2 separate regions of the Gossypium hirsutum genome follow, and region 2 is linked to region 1. Evidence: chromatin contacts called from public Hi-C data. All regions are on one chromosome and are shown on one strand. Each heading gives the region's core, a stretch centred on a gene start, on an enhancer-like site or on the middle of the called end of the contact. The rest is flanking DNA. Distances are from core to core; before and after follow the strand shown. Region 1 has its middle 55 kb from the start of LOC107901959. Region 2 holds the start of LOC107901960 (arogenate dehydratase/prephenate dehydratase 1, chloroplastic).

Evidence for each region. Hi-C and Micro-C count contacts between places; a contact is called where the count stands out from the background.
Region 2: a contact with region 1 is called in a Hi-C map of leaf, with 4 times the contacts expected there. The contact joins the promoter of LOC107901960 here to the enhancer-like site in region 1. A contact is called at or near these places in 6 of 34 Hi-C or Micro-C datasets (anther, cotyledon, fibers and 2 more).

The regions. Positions count from the first base shown.
Region 1 is chrD06:56,711,344-56,717,362 of Gossypium_hirsutum_v2.1, forward strand. No RefSeq gene overlaps it. Among protein-coding and RNA genes, the nearest start is that of LOC107901959, 55 kb to the left of the region's middle. Within about 2 kb of position 3,113, at least 1 of the 9 cell types and tissues checked has an H3K27ac peak or open chromatin away from gene starts, as enhancers often do. A contact at or near this core is called in leaf, where this site is marked.
Region 2 is chrD06:56,767,398-56,773,416 of Gossypium_hirsutum_v2.1, forward strand. LOC107901960 (arogenate dehydratase/prephenate dehydratase 1, chloroplastic) reads left to right here and starts at 2,475. Exons shown (of 11, transcript XM_016828155.2): 1 at 2,475-3,430; 2 at 4,545-4,612; 3 at 4,691-4,783; 4 at 4,874-5,074; 5 at 5,260-5,340; 6 at 5,425-5,520; 7 at 5,723-5,800; 8 at 5,883-5,972. The coding sequence starts at 3,160.

The DNA of each region.
Region 1 (6,019 bases), core at 1,863-4,362:
AAGTTCATCGTCAAATGTCCGGGTATTGGAAGTTGGCATGGAGTATCCCCAAAAAATGCTTTTCTTGTTGCACTAAAGCGATACAACTTCAAGAATAACGTGAACTATCCTGTCACAAAATTTCGTTCAGAGAAATTCGAGAGAAAGTGCGCAATGGGCGACATAAGATGCAAATGAAAAATCATGGCATCTTTTTGAAAGAAGACGGGCTTATGGATAATAAAAAATTATATCGGTCCACATACTTGTGATGCAGTAGGTGCACGATAGAATCCCCCGATATCTGACATAATGTAATAGACAATGGTCTTCGTTTTTGTCGATAACATAACTTTAACTCGTACTTTGCAGATGTAAGTCAGGATCATCTAAGGCTAGACTCTAACATAATATTTGACGTCATTATACCTATGATGAAAGCTAGTCCCAAAATTTTCATCCCCGTGTCAATTGCCAACATTTGTAACTAACACAATTGCACACTGTCGTACTACAAGGCATGGGTCACAAAACAAAAGACTATGGATAAATTGCATCACGACTGAGATAGGTCGTATAACAATTTGTGGCAAAGGTGTCAGGTACTGGATGGGTACATACCAAGTTTTATAATTGATTTGGAAATGCACCCAATGTACTTTCGCAATCGTCTGGTCTTTGAAAAAAGAGTAATATACCGATTTTTTTAGACCTTCGATCAATGCAGGCAAGTTTTTTGACACTGCATGCCTTTAGTACAAATTGATGGCACCTGGCTAAACAAGAGGTATGAGCATCGGTTGTTGATAGGCATTGCCCAGGATAGTAATTGGAGGATTCTACCGATAGCGTTTGTAATAACTCTAAGAGAAAAGACATATGATTGAGATTTCTTCCTCAGCTAATTGCATCGTCATGTTTGCCAGTAACCCGACATATGTATTATCTCCGATAGAGGACCCAGAATCTTAGTCGTTATTGAACAACATAATAGCCTTTGGGATCGCACAAAACGTAGGTATTGTATACGACATGTTGGCTCTAACTACCACTTAAAATGGCCTTTGAAAAGTGAGCGAGATCAATGCATTAACATTAATACGTAGTTGTCACTATTTCCACAATCATGCTATACCATATTTCGTTCATTGTTTGCATTCATGGGTATACTTTTCTCAACAGGGTACGAGTTTGTCCAACATCGTTTCCATGAAATGTTGGATAACTTGTACGCCATCAACAGCACCGGTGCGAACTACCTCACTTACATACCCTTCGAATAATGGACACAATCGTATGACAGGGGTCTACATTACGGGCACATGACAACGAACCTACCGAAATGCATCAAATTCGTATTGAAGGGGACGCATCATTTGTCAATAACCTCGGTTGTCAAAGAAACTTACTTTTGCTTGGTAGCCTTATTTCCAAAGTGGGCTGAGGCATATGTTGGACAAATAGTGGGAGGTAACATTTAATGTGAGGATGTCATGAAAGAAATTAGACGAAATGCAGAGAGAGAAAACACTATGTATATAATGTGTCACTCGCGTCCAAACCTGAGATTTCGGGTCACGGAGTACGCTAACTCGACCAAGACATGTCAGGGGTAGCAAACTGTGTTGACCTACTAGAAAGGACCTACGATTGTAGGAGATTCCAAACACTTCGATTCCCATGTGCCCATGTAATTGTTGCATGTGTGAATGCATGAATAGAGTACATGTCTTATATTAACGATGTGTACAAACTAAAATGTATGCACAGAGTATGGATATCTGAATTCCCATCCATCCCATGTGAGGGTATGCAGCCGCCAGTTTCCAGCGCCCCATTCAAATTGGCACCAAATATCAACTTGGGTCGCCTCCCAAAAGGTCGTCCGAATTCTACTTGGAGACGCACAAATATGAATGTTCGAGAGAGGGACAATCAATAAAGGTTATGTGGCTATTGAGAACTCAGGGCATACGAAGAAAACATGTCAACATTTGAAGGATACATTGAGGCCTCAATGTTGCTAACATTTTTTTTTGTACATAAATTGATTACAATACTTATTTTTTTTGTACAAAATCTGTTATTTTTTTATATTCTAGTTGTATTTGCCACGGTCTACTAACATTCATATAGTGGGAAAATTGCCACTTTAAGCCCTACTTTAAGTACCAATTAAAAATTCTCTAGCGATTGAACTTTTACTATTTTTACAATTTAATCCATGTACATTAATTAATCACTAATTCGATAAAAGTACCTACCCAAAGTTTAATTTGCCTACTATATAACTCCGTAAACATTTAATAAAAAAATTTACTACAATTTATGAAAACGGGGTCTTGAAATCACGTTTTGCGACACCACTAACTTTCGAACCGTTACATGTTTCATATAAAATATTATATATGGAAAATTATGTACAATATATTAGAATTTAACAAAGATAATTATGAGTTGCAACATAAATATAAAAAAATTGATCATATTTTATTGATATCAATTATAATTACATCACAAAAAGTAAATGAAAAATATATCATCGGCGTCGTAAAATCCAACTCATTACCAATAGAAAATATATCATATTTTATTGATATCAATTAAAAAAAATTTAAAATTAACTTAATTGAAAATAAAGAAATTTAAAATTTTTCCTTACCATTACCGATTGAGTGACGTAAATGTGCTTGTCATCGAAACAAATCAGAGAACTTGTCATTTATGAAAATTTAATCGAAATAAATAATCTATGAAATAATAAAATAAAACTATAAAATTTTTAAACAAATGTATTGAAAATTTTCGAACAAAACTTGAGAAAATTAAAAGTTTAGAGAGAATAGAAAAAATTAAATTTGAGTGAAAAGAATGAAAAATTGTCTGATATTTAAAAAAAGAAAAAATCGTTGGGACTTAAAAAATTTTACCGCTGGCTCGTTTAAATTCTGATTGTTGGAGGAAAGCCCAAAATTCATTAAAAGAAAAAAATTAAAATTTTCCTGACTCCCAAGTCCCATTTTTGATTTCCCAAAAGATCAAAACTTAAAATTTCCCCAACAGCCCCCTAGCCCTTGACTCTCAAACTGTCCCAATCATTGTCTAGCACCGGTCGACCATCAATTGTCAACCACCGACCACCGACCACCGGCCTCCAATTTCTCGTTTAACAGGTTTTTTTTTTCTCATTTGACCATTTATGTGCATTCTTGTGACCTTGTTTCTATTTTTTTTTTTGTTTTTTTAGTTTTATTACTTGTAAAATGTAAACTCATTCATGATTTTTTTAGTTTGAATTATTATTTAACTATATATTGTTACTTCAAAATGAATAAATGTAAAATAAATTAAATTTTTTATTTGATTTTATTTTTTTTATGAATTAGATATTCGACATAATATTAAAAATATTAAATTTAATTTTTTTATAGATTCAAAAATCCGAAAAATATTACTATTTAATTCAGATTTAAATTTTAATAATAAAAATAAAATATTTTACGAATAATTGGTATATTCAAATTTTAAAATAAAGTTACGGATTCGAATAACCTCAAACTTACATATATCCAACCTGGTGCGCCTATGCATTATTGGCTCTTGTCTTGGAGTGAACTGCCAAAGATAAAAAGACCCCACACCTAGCAACGCAATGTTTTTCCACCCAGACAAAAATCTTCACAGTGCTAACATGTGCCCCAAAGAATGAAATTATTGTACCCCAAAATGCCATGAAACTCTGTACAATTAAGGTGGTGGGTTTCATTCTGATTAAAGTGGTGGAGAGAAAATTCAATTTTGTGCGTTTTCTTAAATTCAATCAAACACACATGTCTTCGATTTCTTCTGCTCATCAGCTCTGGAGCCTCCTCCAAGCACTTAATCAGTAAAATTAAAAAAAAAAGAAAAAATGATTCTCATGGAACTGATTTAGGATAATTTTTCATTGCATTTAGAGTTTTTCAATGCAAGAGCAACTAAGAATATTTGATTTTTGGATTAAAACTATAATACAAAAAGTTGAAATTTAGGTGATTTTAATTTTTGTACTTGAAGGTAAAAATGATCAAAATACCCTTATTTATATTAATTATTTAAAATGTATATAGAAATTATATTAATCAATATTTTATGTATTTAAAATTTATATTAATTACTGAAAATAGTACTTAAAATTTATTTTATTAAAATTTATATTAATTACTGAAAATAGTACTTAAAATTTACTTTATTTATTATTCTATTAAATTATTTAAATATCATGTAATTTAATTAATTTTTAACTTTGCTTAAAAAAAACATTTTAACATTCAATAACAAATTCTAACAACTATGAACAAATCATATTTTTTCTATCACTTTTATGAAAAGCAATTTTTGAAAAAATCCTTTCCAACTGCTTCTTCACCTATCAAATCCCGCCAGATCCCACCCATCCCCACGTCAAAATTACTATCATTCCGTAAAAAAAAAAAAAAAAAAAAAAAACTTAACCAATCAAACGATGTCTAAAAAAAGTCAAAATTCCTTATATATATTAGAAAATTCCATAAATATAAATGCCAAAAAATCTTTAAAATTCTAAAAAATCATAAAAAAAACTAAAAATCAATTCTAAAAAAATAAAAAAAAAGACTTGGAAAATTTTCTTAATATATCATTTTCTTTTATAGTGTTCTCTAGACATTATAAAAAAACTATAAAATTACAAAAATATAAATGTTTGAAATGAAACTGGATAAATAGATGTTTAGATTTATCTTAATCGGAAGACTCATTCTAGATGAGATTATTTTACCAATTATATATATTTTAAATTTCAAAAAACATATTTTCAAAATAAAATTTCAATTTTTAGATTTTTTTTATTAAAATTTTGATGGGATAAACTTAAATAAGTTTTTGTTTAGGTCTCTGAACGTGCACTTTTAATAATTTATTATGTTTTTATTTTAAAAATACAGAAATTTAGCATATTCAATTTTTTATTTCTTTTTTTTGGATATTTATGTATTTTTATATTTTTTATAATTTTATGATTTTTAAAGAAATTTAGGATATATTTAGAATTTTTAAGGCTTTTTGACACATGGCATTATTGGATTAGTTGAGACAATTCCTTATTATAATTGTAAAATGGGATTACGGGATAAACGAAATAGTAATATAAGAACCAAATGTTGGAAGATTGAGTTAGGAAAACACATCAAATAATATGTTTAAGAGAAAACCAGAGTTTTAAAATTTTTTTCAAAACAATAATTTAGTTGTGTTATCTACAGTAATAAACACTTAATCAAAATTCGTACTGTTTGATTCGTCTATGATGAACATTTCAACCGAGTGGTCTTCTCCGCTATCCTCAAGCTCACATCTGCTGAGTGTGGGCTCGCTTTGAATTAGAAAACTTTTTCATAAAATTATCAGTGGAGCAATTTCGCTATTTCTCTAAACTTTTGGGGTTAAGTTGTAAATAACAAAAACTGTCTCTATAAAATTTCTAGAATAATTTCTTTAGAGAATATTCTCCCTACAACTTTTCTTGAATTCAAGTGTATGAGAACAATGACCCATGCTCTCTTTATATAGGGAGAGTTTAAAAAGAGTTCAACTAGGATTATAATTAATCACATTAATATTAAATTAATAAAATATTATCTAGATAAATATTAAATTAAATTAAATATCTTATATTAATATTAAATTAATAAAATAATATCTACATAAATATTACATTTAAGTTTAATATTAATTCATTAAAAAATATTATCTTTGAAAAAAACTAATTTGAAATCAAGTTACTTGGTAGAGTCCTATTAGGAGTCTAATTTTTCCACTGCTCTACCATCCGTCGGCTGCTGGATCGTCATCATCACAGTCACTGTGCCTGGCAGTGCCATCAACCGGTTCGGCCTGAGCTAATGACAGCCTGACTAGTCCGATCCAGCCATCGGTTGGACCATCGATCCAATTTCATATTCAATGTCCGGTTCAACCAGTTTTTAGATTTCAGTTTCGGGTTTTGGTTCTTGGGTTCAAC
Region 2 (6,019 bases), core at 1,225-3,724, 55 kb after region 1:
TCGACTTCCCTAACAACTTAATGATTGGAGCGTTTCTCCACGGTTTTCGTAGATTCCGTTTCCACTCTCTATCCACTTCCACCGTTGGAATACTTGTAAACTCATCAGAGAGCTCCTCCATATCTAAATTCGAGTCATCATCATCCTCTTCCACTGAGATGACTCCTTAGAATAAATCATTAGATACCAGTGGCTTCAATAGAGAATCCTTATAAGATCGAGACGGCGGTGTAGAAAAAAGATCTATTGCCTTAATCTTCTTGGTGCTACGTTCCAAGTGATCTTGTTCTTCAATAGAGCGTTCATCCATTTTTTCTAGGGCTTAAATTTGTAACACTTGAAAATATATTAAAGGTTATCAAATTAATTTTTACTTATTTGGTTAAAAATAATTTAATTTAATTCTAATAATATGTTATGTCAAATACTTTTAAAATAAAGCTGAAAAAAAATGAAAATTACAAAGTGTATATCAACCTGGAGATAGAAAACAGATATCGAAAAGCTTAATGAAAAGTAAAAATGAAAAGAATAAGAAAAAATGAAGAAACTAAAATACAAAAGAGATTTTTAAAATTATTAAACCATGAATTTAAAACCCAACCTGGGTCATTCGTCCAGGCTCGAAAATCTACTTAAAAAATAAAAGGGTTTGAACAAAAATATATATAGGTCAAAAAATTGGGCTATGAAAAACAATAATATTCGTTTTCTAAACGGGTCGAGTCTCAGTAAGACTTTTTGGTCTCCGACATGGATCAGCTTAAACTTTGTTGTTGTTGTTTTACTATTATATTACTATTATTTTATTATTATTGTTTGGATATTATATAAGTCTTATTTTATGGTTAATTTTACTATTATTTTAAATCCATTTACTTGCTAAATTAGAAATATATTAGTGTTATTTAATGTATTTCAATTTCAAGTCAAGTTCGAATTTTAGATTTTTGAAGCTAAATGGAACTCAAATCTAAAAATCGACCCAACCTGGTGGTAATCAAGTCTAGTCATCAGAATGTTAAATTGAAAGTGACTCACTCAGCCAACAATGTTACAAAGCTTAGAAGAACTGAAATGGATGTCTGCTGTAAAGGCCCTAGTGCCTCGTTTTGAGTTTGTAGCTTTTTGTTTTAGGTGCCAATCTAGTAATAGTGTATGGTCCATCACCTTACTAAATACAGATAATCCTTTGTTGTACGACATTCACAACTTGATTATGTACTATATTATTGATTTTAATTAATAAATAAGATATATTAAAAAATTGGATAAAAGTATCATAAAAGTTCCTATATCAAGAATTAAATTGTATCTCATTAAAAAAATGAGTAATTTTAAATTAGATTTGATCATGGGCCAGGTCGATGTCAAATTTTATACTCAAGTTTGACTCAAAAAATAGACCTAAAATTTTGCTCAAACTTGACCCAGATAAAAAAATACTAAACCCGAGCCCACCTGGCCTGCCCATATTGAAAATTTTTATATTATTTTTTATATAAAAATAAATTTAAAAAATACAATACATCAAATATACTAAAAACATTAAAATAAATATTTCCCAATAAATTGAAAATACATTAAAAAAATCTTTATACTTAAATAATACTAAGACAGTTACAACTTAGCAAGCAAATGCCTTTAAAATAGTAACAAAATTAACAATAAAATAAGAGTTATACAATTTCCAAACAATAATAACAAAATAGTAGCAATGTAATAACAAAATAGTAGCAAAACAAAGCAAAATGACAACAAACAGCAATAGAAATTTTTTTCTGGATTAAGTCCAGGCAAAAAAATCTTACCTTAGGTCCAACCCATTTCGAAAACGGGTGTTATTTTTTGTCCAAGTTCATTTTTCGGATCTATATTTTTGTCCAAACTCTCCCACTTTTTCGAGCGGGTTTTCAGGTCTAGGCAAATGGCCCGATCCATGATCAAACCTAATTTAAATTAGTTCTTGTAGTTAAATAAAAAAGCAAACTGATCATTTTTATTAAAGAACATATATTTTTACTATTAAAAACTGACTTGACTAATGAAATAACTAAACAATTATACATTGTATGCCACATGCACCTCATGTTGACATATATAAACTAATTTTTTATAATAAAAATAGAGAGATATTTTAAAAAAATGAACCAATTTACTCTAATTTATTTACTTTTGAATAAAAGACCAAAATATAAATTAACTTATAATACAAAAACTTTTTTTTTAGATCAAAAAATATTTTAAATAGAAAATTGAGAGTTCCAGTTCAATTTGACAATTCACCTAAAAAATACTAAAATTTATCGAAACAAGAGAATATGAATTTGAGTTCCTTATCTTTTATTTAAAAGTGAAAATAGGCTACAATTTTATATGAATAAAAAAAAGTACAAGGGATAAGATTTCTTAAAAAAAAAGTCCAAAATTGAGATATTTTATTTAAATAACTTTAGTAACGCCTGAACTGGATTTTGATAACGCTACAGAAAACATTTGGAAGAATATACTATCTAATATTTATTTTCTTCCCCAATACAATTTAATGTTATGTTTAAGTCAGCTCAGCCATTATTGTGAAATTTGGAAGGCCATTTCCAGGTTTCCAAAACCATTCCCTGATTATACGCTGCCTATTCTCCTCTATTTAATATCATATATGGAAGGTTTGGTGGTGATATAGTTGTTCCCAGGACCCAGGTTTCACTCTTGAAGATTGGATTCTCATTGGATTGCTTGGCTTCACCTTTGTTTTTTTTCCTTTCCTTCTTTGACGTCAAACACCCTCTAATCTAAGGAAACGTGTGGCCAACTTTCCTTTCCCAACTACCCTCTTCTTTTTCTAGTCTACCCAAGTTCTTTGAATTACCAGTAACATTTGTTTGATTTCTCAGTTGAAAAGAAGGGGAGAAAAAAATAGTTTGGGCTTTTCTTTTTTGAGTAGTTTTGTGTTATGGGGTCCATTCATACTTAACCTGCATTCTCCTTTCAAGTTGCCTCTCATTCTGTTTCACCAACAACACCGCACCACCAAACTTGATTCTTTTTTTCACTCATTGAGAGGTTGAAGTTTTGGCCTTTTCTTGTTTTTTTGATAGAAAAATAGCAGGACATTGGCATTGTGTGTTATTTGGTTTTTGAGATTTCTTGTATTTTTTGATGGCTTTGAAGTGTGTTCCGATCTTCTTTTGTTCTCAAAAGCCTCAGTCTCTTCTTGAGATACCAGCTTTGGGGTATAGCCGAGGTAGGATTGTGTTGGATTTGAGGCCTATTAGATTGGAATGCTGTGCTTTGGGTGCTTCAGCACAAAGTGCTATTTGTCTTGTTGAAGACGAGAAGCCTGGGGCCAAGACATCTCCCACTGGGAAGATTGATAACGATGGGAACACAATCTCAAGGGGGTTTCACAAGGACTTGAATCTTCTTCCTAGTAATCTAACTCGGTTCTAGTACTTTCAACTAATATTGGGTTTTAATTTTTTTTTTATAATTCTCTTCCTATAATTTAATTGAGTTGTTGAATGAATTTTAGATGTGATGGAAGCTATGCTTTGTTCTATAAATTAGCATTAATGAAATTATAGATGGAAATAATGTTCATTTCATTTTTTATTTTTGATGCAAATATTTTGATTGAGGTTGAAAAGAATCCTAAAATATGTTGAAGGGCAATGTAGATGGGTCCATTTGTTGTTCTAGTGTTTATAGCTAAATGAAAGGTTCTACTTTGAATGAGTTTGAATAAAGGACAGTTGGAACATTCGTTAGGATAAATGATGTTTCATTTGATATGTAGAATTACATTTATGAGGCCAATTATATTCAATGTCAGTTGTTTGAATGTGCTTCAAGGTTATGTAGCTATGTAAAGATAGAAGATGGCTGCTATTGTCTCCTGCTTGGAACTATTTTGGACTATTCGGTCCCATGGAACCGTTGGTTTAGCAAGAAAGTAAATACAAAATGAGATTCCTAGCTTGGCAGTTGAGATTTACTTTGTTGATGGCTTTTGATGCTTATGATCTTTAGTTATGTTTGTTTGAAGCCGGACATAAAAATTTTGCACTGAATCATGCATCGCTTACTTTTACGAACAACATCTTCTGCTAACATGTGTAGTTATGAGTAGGAGGAATATTCTTTTTTGGAACTTTTGAGTATCATGCGTAATGTCAACCCAATGGGATGGGATAGGACTCTCACGTGGATGAACTTGAGTTGTTCAAGGTTTGAATGACTCCCAAATGTACTCACTCCGCATGTGTACGGATAAAGGAGTATAACCGTTACGTGATCTAGGACAGGATTAATTCATACTTGGATACAATGAATATCTTTCCTATTCAGATGTAATTTAATTAGGTTGGACCGTGTACTTGAATGATCTAGTGATTTCATTGATCGTGGACGTGCTCTATAAATTTATTTCCAATTTTCTTGTATTATTCTTTTATAAGGTATTGTGTCTTATCTTTAATAACTTGGACCGTTACAGGGTTTTGGTCAATGCAATTTCTAAGATTGAATATGTAACTGTTTTGTAGAACCGCTGTCCAAAACCGATCTATCTCCATTTCCTGATGATGGTTCAAACTTGCGGGTTGCTTTTCAGGTCTGAAACTTATTTATTCTTTGATGGAATGTCCAACGTGTTTCTTGCTATACTTATGTCGGCTATTACTTATTTTAGGGAATCTCAGGTGCCTATGGCGAGGATGCTGCCCTTAAAGCATACCCTAATTGTGAGACTGTGCCATGTGACCAATTTGAAGCAGCATTCAATGTTCGGATGATAAGTACTTTAGTGGTATTTTTTTACTGCATGAACCTATGCTGAAATTTTCTCGGTTATATTGTTTTGTTCTTTTAACAGGCAGTTGAACTTTGGTTGGTGGATAAGGCAGTTCTCCCCATTGAGAATTCTGTCGGTGGTAGTCTACACCGTAATTATGATTTACTCCTCCGGCATAGGCTACACATCGTGAGGGAGGTACTGTTGGTTGTTAACCATTGCCTCTTGGCATTGCCTGGTGTTGAAAAGCAGGAAGTGAAACGTGTTTTAAGCCATCCCCAGGTTAATTACGTTCATAATCCAATATTGTTTTAGTTTTTTGTTTGTTCCGGAAGTTACCTTATCTTTCAGGATATACTGGTAAAAAATGTATTAGATCACTTAGGAATTTACTTTATCAAATATGCAAACTTCATGTTGAAGTTGGGGATTCAGATTCTTGAAGTCTTAGTGTTGCTCTTTTTCAGGCACTTGCTCAATGTGAGATGGCACTTACCAAAATGGGCATTGTTAGAGTCAGTGCTGATGATTCTGCTGGTGCAGCTAAGGTACATTTGAAGACGACCTCATACTAATTTGTCATTTCTTGTTTTATTTTTCATGATGTTCTACATACTAAGATACTTGAACAGATAGTTGCTTCGAGTGGAAGAAGGGATATGGGTGCAATAGCAAGTGCTAGAGCCGCTGCATTATATGGGCTTGACATTCTTGCAGAAAAAGTCCAGGTCAAACCTTCATTTTTGTTGCCCCTCTTTAGTGTCACATAGATTATTGAAGAAGACGAATGCTGGCTTCATAACAATGAATTGGTTTCGGTATCATAGGCTTGGAATAGATTCCTATGTTTGAGGCTTGTGTAAAATAGCATTTCCTCTTATTTATTTTATTTTTCTGACAAAGCCAATTTGGTTTGGTATAATGCATCAGGACGAGGATGATAATGTTACCAGGTATTTGGTACTCACAAGAGAACCCATAATTCCTGGAACTGACAGGCTTTATAAGGTATAACTCCTTGAACTTAGCCACTTCTATTTTATTTGATGAATCAATGTTTCCTTTTTGTTGATAATCTTTCACTTTGCAGACCAGCATAGTTTTTACTCTAGAAGAAGGTCCTGGCATGCTATTTAAAGCTTTGGCTGTGTTCTCCCTAAGGGGTATTAATTTGTCAAAGGTAATTATAACAAAGTGTTCATCTTTGTCTTGTATTGTAATGTGAGG